Linked DNA regions of Danio rerio: region 2 is linked to region 1. A link is a contact called in public Micro-C data. All regions are on one chromosome and are shown on one strand. Each heading gives the region's core, a stretch centred on a gene start, on an enhancer-like site or on the middle of the called end of the contact. The rest is flanking DNA. Distances are from core to core; before and after follow the strand shown. Region 1 holds the start of palm2akap2 (PALM2 and AKAP2 fusion). Region 2 overlaps palm2akap2 (PALM2 and AKAP2 fusion).

Region 1 (5,896 bases), core at 2,286-4,785:
ATGAAACTCTCCCTGTGTTTCAACATGGTCTCCCCTACAAATATGTATCCTTGAGGTATTAATATGAACCTTTTTAGGTACAAATGTGTACCTTTTGAACAGGTACCACCCCAGTGACAGCTCGCGTACCTTTATTTCTGAGAGTGTACATATAAACAGCATGACAAAATATGTTGCCATTTATGCATCTTTTGTTACCATAACCGGTTTAAATCAATAGCCGATGCAGTACAGATTGTGTTCACTTTGCATGTTTGCTTCAACTCAGGAAACTGAGTTTAATTCATACCAGCCGCTTGGTCTTATATATAGCAACAGCACATGTACAGCACACACACAGAAGGGTCATTTCATTTTGTTATAATTTCATTCACTGAGTTTCGTATACTGTTCCCATGAGTTTTCCACTCACAGAAAAGCCCAGACTCGGTTAGCTCAACCTTTTCTCCATATAAGGAGTTTTTGTATCCCTGCACAGTGAGTTTGGACCGAGGAAAGCAGCTGGACCCCCATGTTCCCATTCCCTACTGCTCCCTTTGGCTTGGTTGGAGGAATAAATTAGAACTCAAGATGTGTAGTGCAGACTTTTGGAGGCTGTGTTGCAAAAGACAAAAAAAAGCCACACTTACAGAGACAGTAGACATGTTTAGAGTCAGCAACTTCTGCAGATGGTTAAATGATCAGGTTTTGTCATGTTCTGTAAGTGATGGAATAGACAATGCTAGCATGGTTATTGTGTTTTACCATGATCTTTATAATATATTGCTAGAGTATTACTAGCATGATAGCATTGCTAGCATGCTTACTATATGTTTTAGCACATTGAAAACATATTTTAGTCTTTTTTTCATAATTTGGATGGATGCTAATATGTTTACCATATTGCTCCACTGTTAGATAGATATATAGACAGACGGACAGACGGACAGACGGACAGATAGATAGATAGATAGATAGATAGATAGATAGATAGATAGATAGATAGATAGATAGATAGATAGATAGATAGATAGATAGATAGATAGATAGATAGATAGATAGATAGATATGCATGTTTTACAACATTGCTAGAATGTTTTAAGACTGCGTAAATGTCTTAGCATATTGCTAAAAATTGGCTAGCATATTCATGAGCATTGATAGCACTAGCACATTTTTAGCATGTACTTGACATTGAACAAGCTGATGTTTGATGTTTATCACGCTGCTAGCAACTTTACAGTATAGCATGCTGTCACATGCTGCTAACAACTTTACCATATTGCTTCCATGTTCACTTAATAGGTAGATATGAATAATTTCATAGTTGTCTTGCTAGCATGCTGTTTTGTTGTTAGCATGTTTTAGAACATTGTTGGCATGAGGAGTTCATTATCGTGTTTTGGCATGTTTATTAGCGTTTAATGTTGTAACTCATTAGCATGTTTTTTTTTTGTTTTTTTTTTGCAAATCAGGATTATGGCAGCATGTTTAGCCATGTTTAGCTTACATATTTTCAACCTGTCTATATGACCTTGATATGACGATATCCTGATATATGACCTAAGAGTGTTTACAAAATTTATGTAAAAAAATGTACACTTTCATATAGGAAAAATAATGACTAATGGCCATATATGAAATCCACACTGCATTTTAACGAACCTACATTTTGATAAGCTGCACTGTTCATAAATAAGCTCATGAAGACACATACAAGACAGTACTTTCATAGGTGATTCATTTAAAATTTTACAACCGACTGACCGTCAGACAGCCAGAATAAACCATTTTATCATGTCGCCAACTTGTTTAGAAACATTGCTATCACGTTTTCGAGTATTCATGGCATGTGTTGGCACATTTTAAGTATTTAACCAGCATGTTTATTGTGTTTTACCATGATCGTTATAGTATGTTGCTAGCATATTACTACTATGATTATTGTATGCTTTAGCACATTGAAAACGTATTTTAGTCTTTTTTTCTCTGGATGGATGCTAATATGTTTACCATATGGCTCCAATGTTTGATAGATGGATGGATGGATGGATGGATGGATGGATGGATGGATGGATGGATAGACGGATGGACGGACGGACGGACAGACAGTCAGATAGATAGATTTGCATGATTGACAACATTGCTAGAATGTTTTAAGACTGCATAAATGTCTTAGCATATTGCTAACAATGATTAGCATGTTCATGAGCATTGAGCATCAGAAAGGTTTAACAACATTGTTAAAATGTTTTAAGACTGCGTAAATGTCTTAGCATATTGCTAACAATGACTAGCATGTTCATGAGCATTGATGGCATTAACACATTCACTCAGAAATGTGTCATGTAACTAGCATGTTTTATTATGTTGCTAGCAGTTTTATTGTGTTTTGCCATGATTGTTCCCTGCTGAAAAATCCAGCTTAAACCAGCCTAGGCTGGTTGGCTGGTTTTAGCTGGTCAACCAGGCTGGTTTTAGGGGGTTTTTGGCCACTTCCAGGCTGGTTTCAGCTATTTCCAGCCTGGTCTTAGCTGGTCAGGCTGGGAGATGACCAGCTATAACCAGCTTGACCAGCCTAGCCAAGCTGGGAGTCCAGCCAAAACCAGCTATGTCCAGCTTAAACCAGGCTGGTCAAGCTGGTTTTAGCTGGATTTGGCTGTTTATTTTCCAGCCTGACCAGCTAAGACCAGGCTGGAAATGGCTGGAAACCAGCCTGGAAATGGCCAAAACCCCTCTTAAACCAGGCTGGTCAACCAGCTAAAACCAGCCAACCAGCCTAGGCTGGTTTAAGTTGGATTTTTCAGCAGGGTTATAGTATGTTGCTAGCTTATTTCTAGCATGTTAGCATTGCTAGCATGATTATTGTATGATTTAGCACATGGAAAACATATTATAGTCTTTTTTCATCATTTGGAAATATGCTAATATGTTTACCGTATTGCTCCAATGTTTGATGGATGAATGGATGGATGTATGGATGAATAGATAGATAGATGATAGAACGAAAGAAAGAATGAAAGAAAGAGAGAAAGAAAGAAAGAAAGAAAGAAAGAAAGAAAGAAAGAAAGAAAGAAAGAAAGAAAGAAAGAAAGAAAATGTTCTTTCGATAGAATTTGTGTGAGCTATTCCCAACTTCAGATATTATTAAACCCTAGCACCAAATTGGCAGATGTGTGATTTTGATTTGGAGCAGATTTCCTCTAAGCTTGCAGCCGCTCTTGTCCCCAGTGTACGACACACCTTTGTTTTCCATCCCCAGCAGGCGCGCACACACATACTGTACACACACATACACAGAAAGAGAAAGAGAGAGAGTCACAGTTAGGTGTGACAGTTTTGTCCTGCCCTCAGTAACATCTCTCTTCCTCCTGGCCTCTAGCTCTCCTCTGAACACAGGGGGCGGTTCAAGACTCTGTCGTCTGTCCATAACCCGGCCAGTGACGAAGAGGGAGGGATGTAGGTGGAGAGAGAAAAAGAGAGAGAGAGTCTGGCAAACACATGGCCAGTGAATGAGAAGATCTTGCTCTCAGTACACTGTGTCTTTCACTGGCTGGCTTACTTCAGAGGACCAGGGCATAGTGTGTGTGATAACTAGCTCACCTACTGCCCAACACACGCAACCACACTTGGGATTACCAATCTCACGGTTACTGAGAATTCTGCCTTTGTTTTTCCAGGATGGCTGAAGCTGAACTTCACAAGGAAAGGCTCCAAGCCCTTGCGGTAAGTTGGTTTGTTCTTACTTTCATTCCAGAATTGAATTTGCTTTATAGTGCTAACATAGACTGTTATTAGGAGAACTAGAATTACATATATTAAAATCCATCCCGAAATTCATGCATTTTAAAGAAGCTTGTTGGATTTATTGGGCTATTTTAAAAGTTTATTTGTTGTAAATGTGTTCTCATTAGTGTTGACGAATCACCCAACATGAACCAGAGGTCAAGAATCTGAAATGTGGCTAAAAGCAACACTAAATTTGGCGCAAGGTCAACACCTCTGCATAGACCAGCAGTGAGCAACAGATGGAAAACTATTCTGGCTACATTGCTTACATCTCTGTGATTCCGCAGAATACACATTGCAAAAATAGTCTGTAAGGACCAGCATCTGTTGGTATACACTAAGGACCACCCTAGTAAACAGTTTCGGGTCATGAACATTTTTTGAAGGCAATATAAGTGATGCATGTCCATGCAATACCCGTTTCCACAATGCTAGGCTCTACTGTTTGACTGCCAGAGTGTTTATATGTGGTTTTGAGGGCGTTCATTCAGACAAAGTTTCTAGATGCGGCTCAAGTTCTTTCTTCTTAATTTTAACTACAACCTAAAGTTCAAGAATTTTGATGTTGGCTTGAGAAAGCCAACGTGACTGCGCTAGGACTGGCAACGGCAGTTGGCAGGAAGCATAGCAGTGCTAGGCAGTTGCTAAAATGTTTATAGCATTGCTAGATGGTTGCTAAGCAGTTGCTAAATGACAACGCTCGTGTACATGTTCAATCAAATGCTAACACTTAATAGGTATTTCTAGCACATGCTATTATGCTTACATGCATAGTCCCATTTGCTAGCATGAGTCAAACGAGCCAATACTCAGGTCCCTATGATGTTCTTATGTAGAGATATTGCTGTTTTTTAATTGGTTGCTAGGTTAGCCTGTTTTATTGCTATGGGGGCAATTGACAACTTAGATACATCAAAGCTTCTTGTCAATATGAGTGATATAAGGGTGCTTTCACACCTAGACATTTGTTTCGGAACTTGTCTCATTTGCCCAGTTAGCGAGGTTTGTTTGGCATATATGAATCCAGCAATCGCGCTTGGATCCGCGCCCAAACAATCGCTCCAAAATCGCTTGAATGAGGTGGTCTCGGCTCGATTTGAAACGAACTCTGGAGCGGATCGATTGTAGTGAGAACGCAATACGGTCCAAGCCCGTTATATCACAGTGTATTATGGATATGTAATAGGCATACGGCTATATCAGAGGTGGCCAACCCAGTTCCTGAAGAGCCAACTTCCTGCAGATTTCAGTTTTAACCCATATCAAACACACCTGAATGTAATTATCACGTGGTGTTCAGGTCCTATTTAATTGGTTCAGGTGAACTGGAATCTGCAGGAAGGTGGCTCTCCAGGAACAGGGTTGGCCACCCCTGGGCTATATGAAGAGAGAATTATGAGTAGGCCGGGAGGTCAGTCCAGACATCCCAAGTCTCCCGGAAGTTTCGTTAGTCTCCTGCAAATGCACAGAGACTCCCGGATGCCCGCAAACGAGTTATAATTTCCCGGAAATCGCACATCTACCTTCAGGGTCCTCAAATACGTTGCGCACCCTTCTCATCCCTCCTCACTGCATCCATCCTCGCTCTTTAGACACGTCGCGCAGCCTGTCAAACACCACCAAACCACTACCATCCCCCTGACAGCTGAGAGGGACTCACGGCAAAATAAACCGTGAAACTCTAACCAATGTGAGGAGAGTTTACTCGCACGTGACTTGTTTTAGCTCTTTTGGTCCGTTTAGAAAATTTGCCGTGTGAAAGCGAACGGTACCAAGAGCAAAGAGCAACAATGTAACAATTTTAATCCCTGTTTCGGAAGAAATGAATCAATTCACATGTGTGAAAGTCCTAAATCAACCCCGATGTCTCTATGACAGTCAAAAACTGGACTTGGACTGTATGTAAAAATGGCTTGCCATATTTGGTTGAAAATATAATGCTCAAAGGGTCACAAAACACATGTTTTGAGATGTTGACAGCCGTAGATGTGTCCCATGCTGCTATAAACACTATTGGGACACATATATTTCACAAAAAAAAGTCAAAAGTTGTTGTTTTTGCGTTATTTCGAGCAAATTCGTTTTTCCGATTTGAAACGAATTTTCGAAGCTGCGTCACGGAGGTTAG
Region 2 (5,896 bases), core at 1,733-4,232, 68 kb after region 1:
CAGCGTATTAAAGTAATTACAATTACATGATGCATAACTGCATTCAACTAACCCTAAAACTAACCCTGACCATACAGTACCAATACTACCATGAGTTTATGTAGTTAATTATTATTTTCCACTAGTTGAATCAATAGTTATACTTTAACAAAGACACCTAAAATAAAATGAACCATTAAAATAGCTTTACCACCTTTTAAATAGGATAAACTGTCAACTTTAACCAACTACATTTCCAAAGAAACCTTCCCAACATTTATAATAAAGCATTACTACTACTCATTGACCACCAGTGTATTAAAAAGTTGCCAGAGTATTGTTTCTCTGTTTTTAAGAAATCGTCATCAAACACGAAGCAAGAATTAACGCAATAGAAGCTTTTCTCGCATGTTCTGTAAGTTTGTTCTCCTACTTTCTGACATTTTAAATCACTGAACATCAGCCCAATTTGCATTTACTCTCACTTACAAGTGTTTAAAAAGGCTAATGTCGCTGTGCTGTGAGATCCCATCTGTCACTGGAATCATAATTTAGTGAAACAAACAGGCGGCTGTTCAGCACATTGTGTGTCTGCGTGCGTCTGTGGGCGGCAGGTGATGTTTTGTGGGCTGCTGGGTGAGGATAGACTCACACAGAAATCTCTCTGTCAGGACAGGCAGAGGAATGAAGGAACAGAACCACCTCTGTGGCCCAGGTATCAACCCTCCAAATGAAATGGCCCCTCAAAATGTTCTGACAAAGACGAACAAAGTTTAACTCATCACCACAGGCTCGTTGGAAATACATGCTTCAGCTTACATTTTTGTGAAAATGCAAAACCTCATGTAAAAATACTATAGGTGGGCATAGATTATTTATGTTTAAGTCTAGATTAATCTCACTGTAATCTTGGAATTAATCTAGATTAAATTAGCTCAATTGAATTCTGCCAAATTGTATGTGTGCTACCCAAACAATGACTAAAAGTAAGGGCTCTCTTTTGACGCGGAGCGCAAAACGCAGGGCGCAAACGCTTTCAGGGTGTGTCAGAACGCATTTTTGCTAATTTAAGGACAGGAAAATCCGCTTTGCGCCATGGCGCATGGTCTAAAAGGGTTGAGTTTATTTTCTTAATGAGTTATAGGTGTGTTATGAGAATAAACCAATTAGAGTCTCATCTCCCATTCCCTTTAAGAGCCAGCTGCGTCGCGCCATAAGCGCATTGCTATTAACATAACGTAAAGTAAGTTCACTTTCGCTTTTGCTCTCGTGAATAGGGAAACCTTACCGCACAGACATCAATTAGCCTATAAATAATTAATTTCGTTTGTTGAGTGCAAAGATTTGTTTCGAAACTATTTCTGAATTTAGTTCTAATTTCCAGCAAACGAATAAACGAACAATAATAACAAAGTGTGGTCAAAATACTAAGTTATATCCAAATTCACCTGCCATGCCCCATATGGTCTAAAATTTGACAGGTGGACAAATCTAAGCTTGTTTTTAATGAAACAAATATAAATATGGATATAATAAATAATACTGCTAATAATAATTACATTATACAAAAGCAAATTGAATGAACTGAAAAAGCCTCCCGAGATGAAGAAAGTAAGGCAGTGGTTTTTAAATTCATGTAGGCTAGAAATTAATATGTTTTGTAATATTTGAATAATTTATATTCATATCCTATATATGTGTATATATATCCTTATTATATATATATCCTTAATATATTATATCTTTTTCAAATGTAAAGATATTTGCGTATTGCTCTACATCTTGTGTGTAGTGTGTGAGCCAGGCGCACTTTGCACCAGACAATAGATCGACTTTGTTCTGGTCTAAAGAACAGACTATTTACAGTTTCTCAAAATAGCAACGCGCCAAAACACCCCTGCTTTTTTAGACCAGTACGCCTATGGGCGTTCATATGAGCGCAAATGCATTAGCTATTTAAACAGTGGCGCAACACCTCAAAATGACCCTTGCGTCGAGCTGAAAGTAGCAAAAGACTATTGCGCCGCGCCTTGCACCACATTGCGCCGGGTGTATGATAGGGCCCAAAGTCTTTAAGAATGGGTTTCTCAAGCCAGGTGGCGCATTAGACGAGGGGCTTATCTCCCGTTTTCAAAATGCATCACAAACTGCTTAAAGAACTGTTCTACTATGATAATTGGTGATGAAAACAAATGATGTTGAATAAGATGTACTTGTGTTCACTAATTGTTTATTCAGTTAAACATGAATTTTAGACCTATATAGGCTCCAAACAGCAGTTTTTGATCACCTTAATCTGCCTAAAGTCACACCTGAACGAAACAGAAATGGAAAAACAAATAAGACTTTTTAAGAAAAAATATTATCAGACATACTGTGAACATTTCCTTGCTCTGTTAAACGCCATTTGAGAAATATTTAAGAACGAAAAAAAATCAAAGGGGGGCTAATAATTCTGACTTCAACTGTATATCAAAATGCATTTTTGTTCAAAATGACGACTTTGAAAAATATATATAATGGACCAGAGGCTCCAATGCATATTGTTTCTTTAAAAAGTAGCATCAACATCCACTGGCTTGTCGTGCAGAATACAGCCTTCACAGATCTTAGTGGACTGGGACATTTCCACACAGTCGTTCTCATGTAAACAAGCCTTCAAGAAGGACTGCCAGCAGATGAAACCGCAATACTGTCGGTCTGCTATCAGAAGAGTCTAATATTGTCTTAAACAAATGAGTCAGCCTAACCTTTACCTATATCACCTTATAACATTAAAATGCAAAACAAGTTATGCCTGCTTTGAAAAAAGAAAACTAGGTGGATATTTTAATTTAGTTTGCTTGTAATTTTTTTTTTACAATATTTTTTGTATTTTGCTGATGGTTTTAACCTTTGCCTCAGCATTACATCTCTCCTAAAAACGTATCATTACAGAAGACATGCCTAAAGTAAAGCTGTAACTACTAGTCCTTCCCGGAAAAATGTGCCGTTGACATGATGCTAACTCAGTCATGACGCTCCCTCCAGACACGTCTACACACACTGTTTATACAACTGTGTGATATGAGCTCCTAATATGGTGAAAAGAAAGTGTTAGGTCTCCTCTGTTGCACGGGAGAAAGGAGACAGAAAAATAAACATTACATCAGGGCTAGAGATAAGACTGACTGATGTGACTGCGCTTAGACCTCTTAATGTACAGTATATGAGCTACTGAAATGCTTCCCCTGCTTTGACTGAGTCAGTCAGCGTGGAGTATATAGCATTAAAAAAAAACTTATGGCAGCTACATAAAGTGCGGTTTTTAGCCTTCACTCTTTTAGTTCTAATTTAATTTGTTCATGATTTAGAGTTTTTGTTGTTTTCTGCTTTTTATTTGTATGTCTATATTTGTTTTAGTGTTTATTCTAGTATTTAAACATTACATTACATTTACAGTGCCACATTCATTTTATGATCAGATGTGCTTTAACATTAGGCACATTCAAATCAAGACTGAAAACACATCTGTTGAGCTGTCTGACAGATCGCACTATTGTGTCTTTCTTTTCTTTTTCATTCTTTTATAACCTGTTTTAACACATTTTAATCTGCTTTAATCTGTTTTTAATAACTTTTATTATTTGTTTTTATGTTTTTATACTTGTCTTTTTTATTCCTGTTTATGTAAAGCACTTTGAATTGCCACTGTGTTTGAAATGTGCTATAGAAATAAACTTGCCTTGCCTTGCCTTCATATTGAAAAGTCATTTAACAATAATTTAAAATTATAATTTAAATTAATAATAAATAATTCATAATACATATAAAAATGTTTATTTTCAATAAATGTTGCTAAAAATGCAATACATATTTTTCATCACATGGTTGTGCCAGCTATGTAGCATTTCTTAGATTATTATTTGATTTGTTTGATCATTCATTCATGTTTTCTTTTTTTTTTTTTTTTTTTGAAGAAGAAGAAGAAGCATTTTATTATTATTTTTAATTTTATTATTATTATTATTATTATTATTATTATTATTGATATTATTCATTAATTCATTTTCTTTCTTTAGTCCCTTTATTAATCAGGGGTCGTCACAGCGGAATGAACCACCATTATTAATATTATTATTATTATTATTATTATTCAATAATTCATTTTTATTCTTTAGTCCCTTTATTATTCATGGGTCACCACAGCGGAATGAACCGCCATTATTATTATTATTTCAATATGCTTTTTAATTTTTTTATGATTATTATTATTTTTTTAATAATTTTTTCCATACACTTTTTCGGCACAAAATTATAATTTATTTGTTTTTTAATTATTATTATTCCATACACTTTCTCTGTGCGTAACTATTATAATAATTATTATTATAATAATTATTGTTGTTGTTTTTATTGCTAAAATTAATATTATTATTATTTTAATTATTATTTTAGAATTTTATTTTTTATTCCATACACTTTTTCGACACGTAATTATTATTGTTGTTATTATTATTATTATTACTATTATTATTGTTCTTGTTGTTGTTGCTAAAAATATTATTATTATTATCATCATCATCATCATCATCATCATCATCATTATTATTATTATTATTGATGTAGGTGTTATTGCTAAAAATATAATTTTTTATTGTTGTTGTTGTTGTTGTTATTGCTAAAATTATTATAGTTATTTTTTTATTCCATGCACTTGTTCAGCATTATTATTATTATTATTATTATTATTATTATTATTATTATTATTATTATTATTATTATTATTATTATTATTATTATCATTATTGTTGTTGTTTTTGTGTTTGTTGTTGTTGCTACTATAATAATAATAATAAATATTATTATTATTATTATTATTATTATTATTATTATTTTATCATTATTATTATTATTATTTATTATTATTATTTTTTTTAATATTATTATTAAGTAAAAGAATCAGAAAATAAATTACATTTTAAAAACATACAAATAAACCTTCATCCAAACTGTTGCCAAAAACAATAGTATGCAACTAATTCTAAAATAACAGTCATGGAAACAGGAGAAAGTGACGCTTTAGGAACTTTAGGAGCTTTAGGAAGCGTGAGCTGTAATGCCGGAAGGGTGTGAGACCTAAATGAGCTCATCTAGACACAGCAGAGATGCACTGCTGACCTCAGACTGGGCTCTGGAAACAAATGAAAGGGCAGCAAAATGTCTGCTTTTTAGAGGCCTCACATGGTCACCACCTGTCCTGTAAAAGACAGGCCGCTGTAACAAAATCTCAGACCAACAGCTTTCAGTAATGCAAACAACACTACCTTTTAATTAAAAACAATAATTAATAAGTCATGAAAACATTCATTACATTTTTAAAAATAGCTTAAAGGTGCAGTGTGTAAGTTGTTGAGCTCTAAAGAGTAAAAAAATAACATAAAATGTTTGCAAATACTTCAGAAATATGCTAACTGAACACTTCTTCATTTGAAAAACAGTGCTGGAATCAGTTATTCTTGTTTTGCAAAATGTCTGTCTTTGCTGTGGTATAACCCATCCACTGACAGCTTACACAATTATATTTTGGCACCCCGGGTTGCCTTGGTGGAAAAACTGTGTATTTCATTTAATTCAAGGAGGCTGCCTTAGCGTGTGCAGCATTTGGAAGACAGTAGCAGGCTCCAAAATTAGACGCAGATTCAGAGTTATAAAAATCCACATGAGGTAAATGTAAACATTAGCTGAGCAGCCAGCTTTACAGTGTAAGGCTCCATCATTAGGCATGCTTGCTGCAGTTGGTGCTGTCAATCTGGCAACCTGTTTTTTGAGCCATTAGAGGAGGGGTCGGGTGAAAAAAATCCTTACATTTCTTAATTTGGAGTGCAATACCTAGTTTAACCACTAGGTTAATCGTACATACTTTGGGCCCAATCAT

Evidence for each region. A called contact is a pair of places that touch in the nucleus more often than the background predicts.
Region 2: a Micro-C map of caudal fin shows a contact between it and region 1, with 1.9 times the contacts expected there. The contact joins the enhancer-like site here to the promoter of palm2akap2 in region 1. A contact is called at or near these places in 2 of 18 Hi-C or Micro-C datasets (caudal fin and embryo).

Annotation. Positions count from the first base shown.
Region 1 is chr10:5,188,380-5,194,275 of GRCz12tu, forward strand. It overlaps palm2akap2 (PALM2 and AKAP2 fusion), which reads left to right and starts at 3,536. Exons shown (of 12, transcript NM_001370836.1): 1 at 3,536-3,705. The coding sequence starts at 3,661. It also overlaps a transcript of lyrm7 not described here and a transcript of plppr1 not described here.
Region 2 is chr10:5,257,124-5,263,019 of GRCz12tu, forward strand. The region is part of intron 3 of palm2akap2 (PALM2 and AKAP2 fusion); the gene reads left to right. It also overlaps a transcript of lyrm7 not described here and a transcript of plppr1 not described here. Among named protein-coding and RNA genes, the nearest start is that of palm2akap2, 68 kb to the left of the region's middle. Within about 2 kb of position 2,983, at least 6 of the 62 cell types and tissues checked have an H3K27ac peak or open chromatin away from gene starts, as enhancers often do.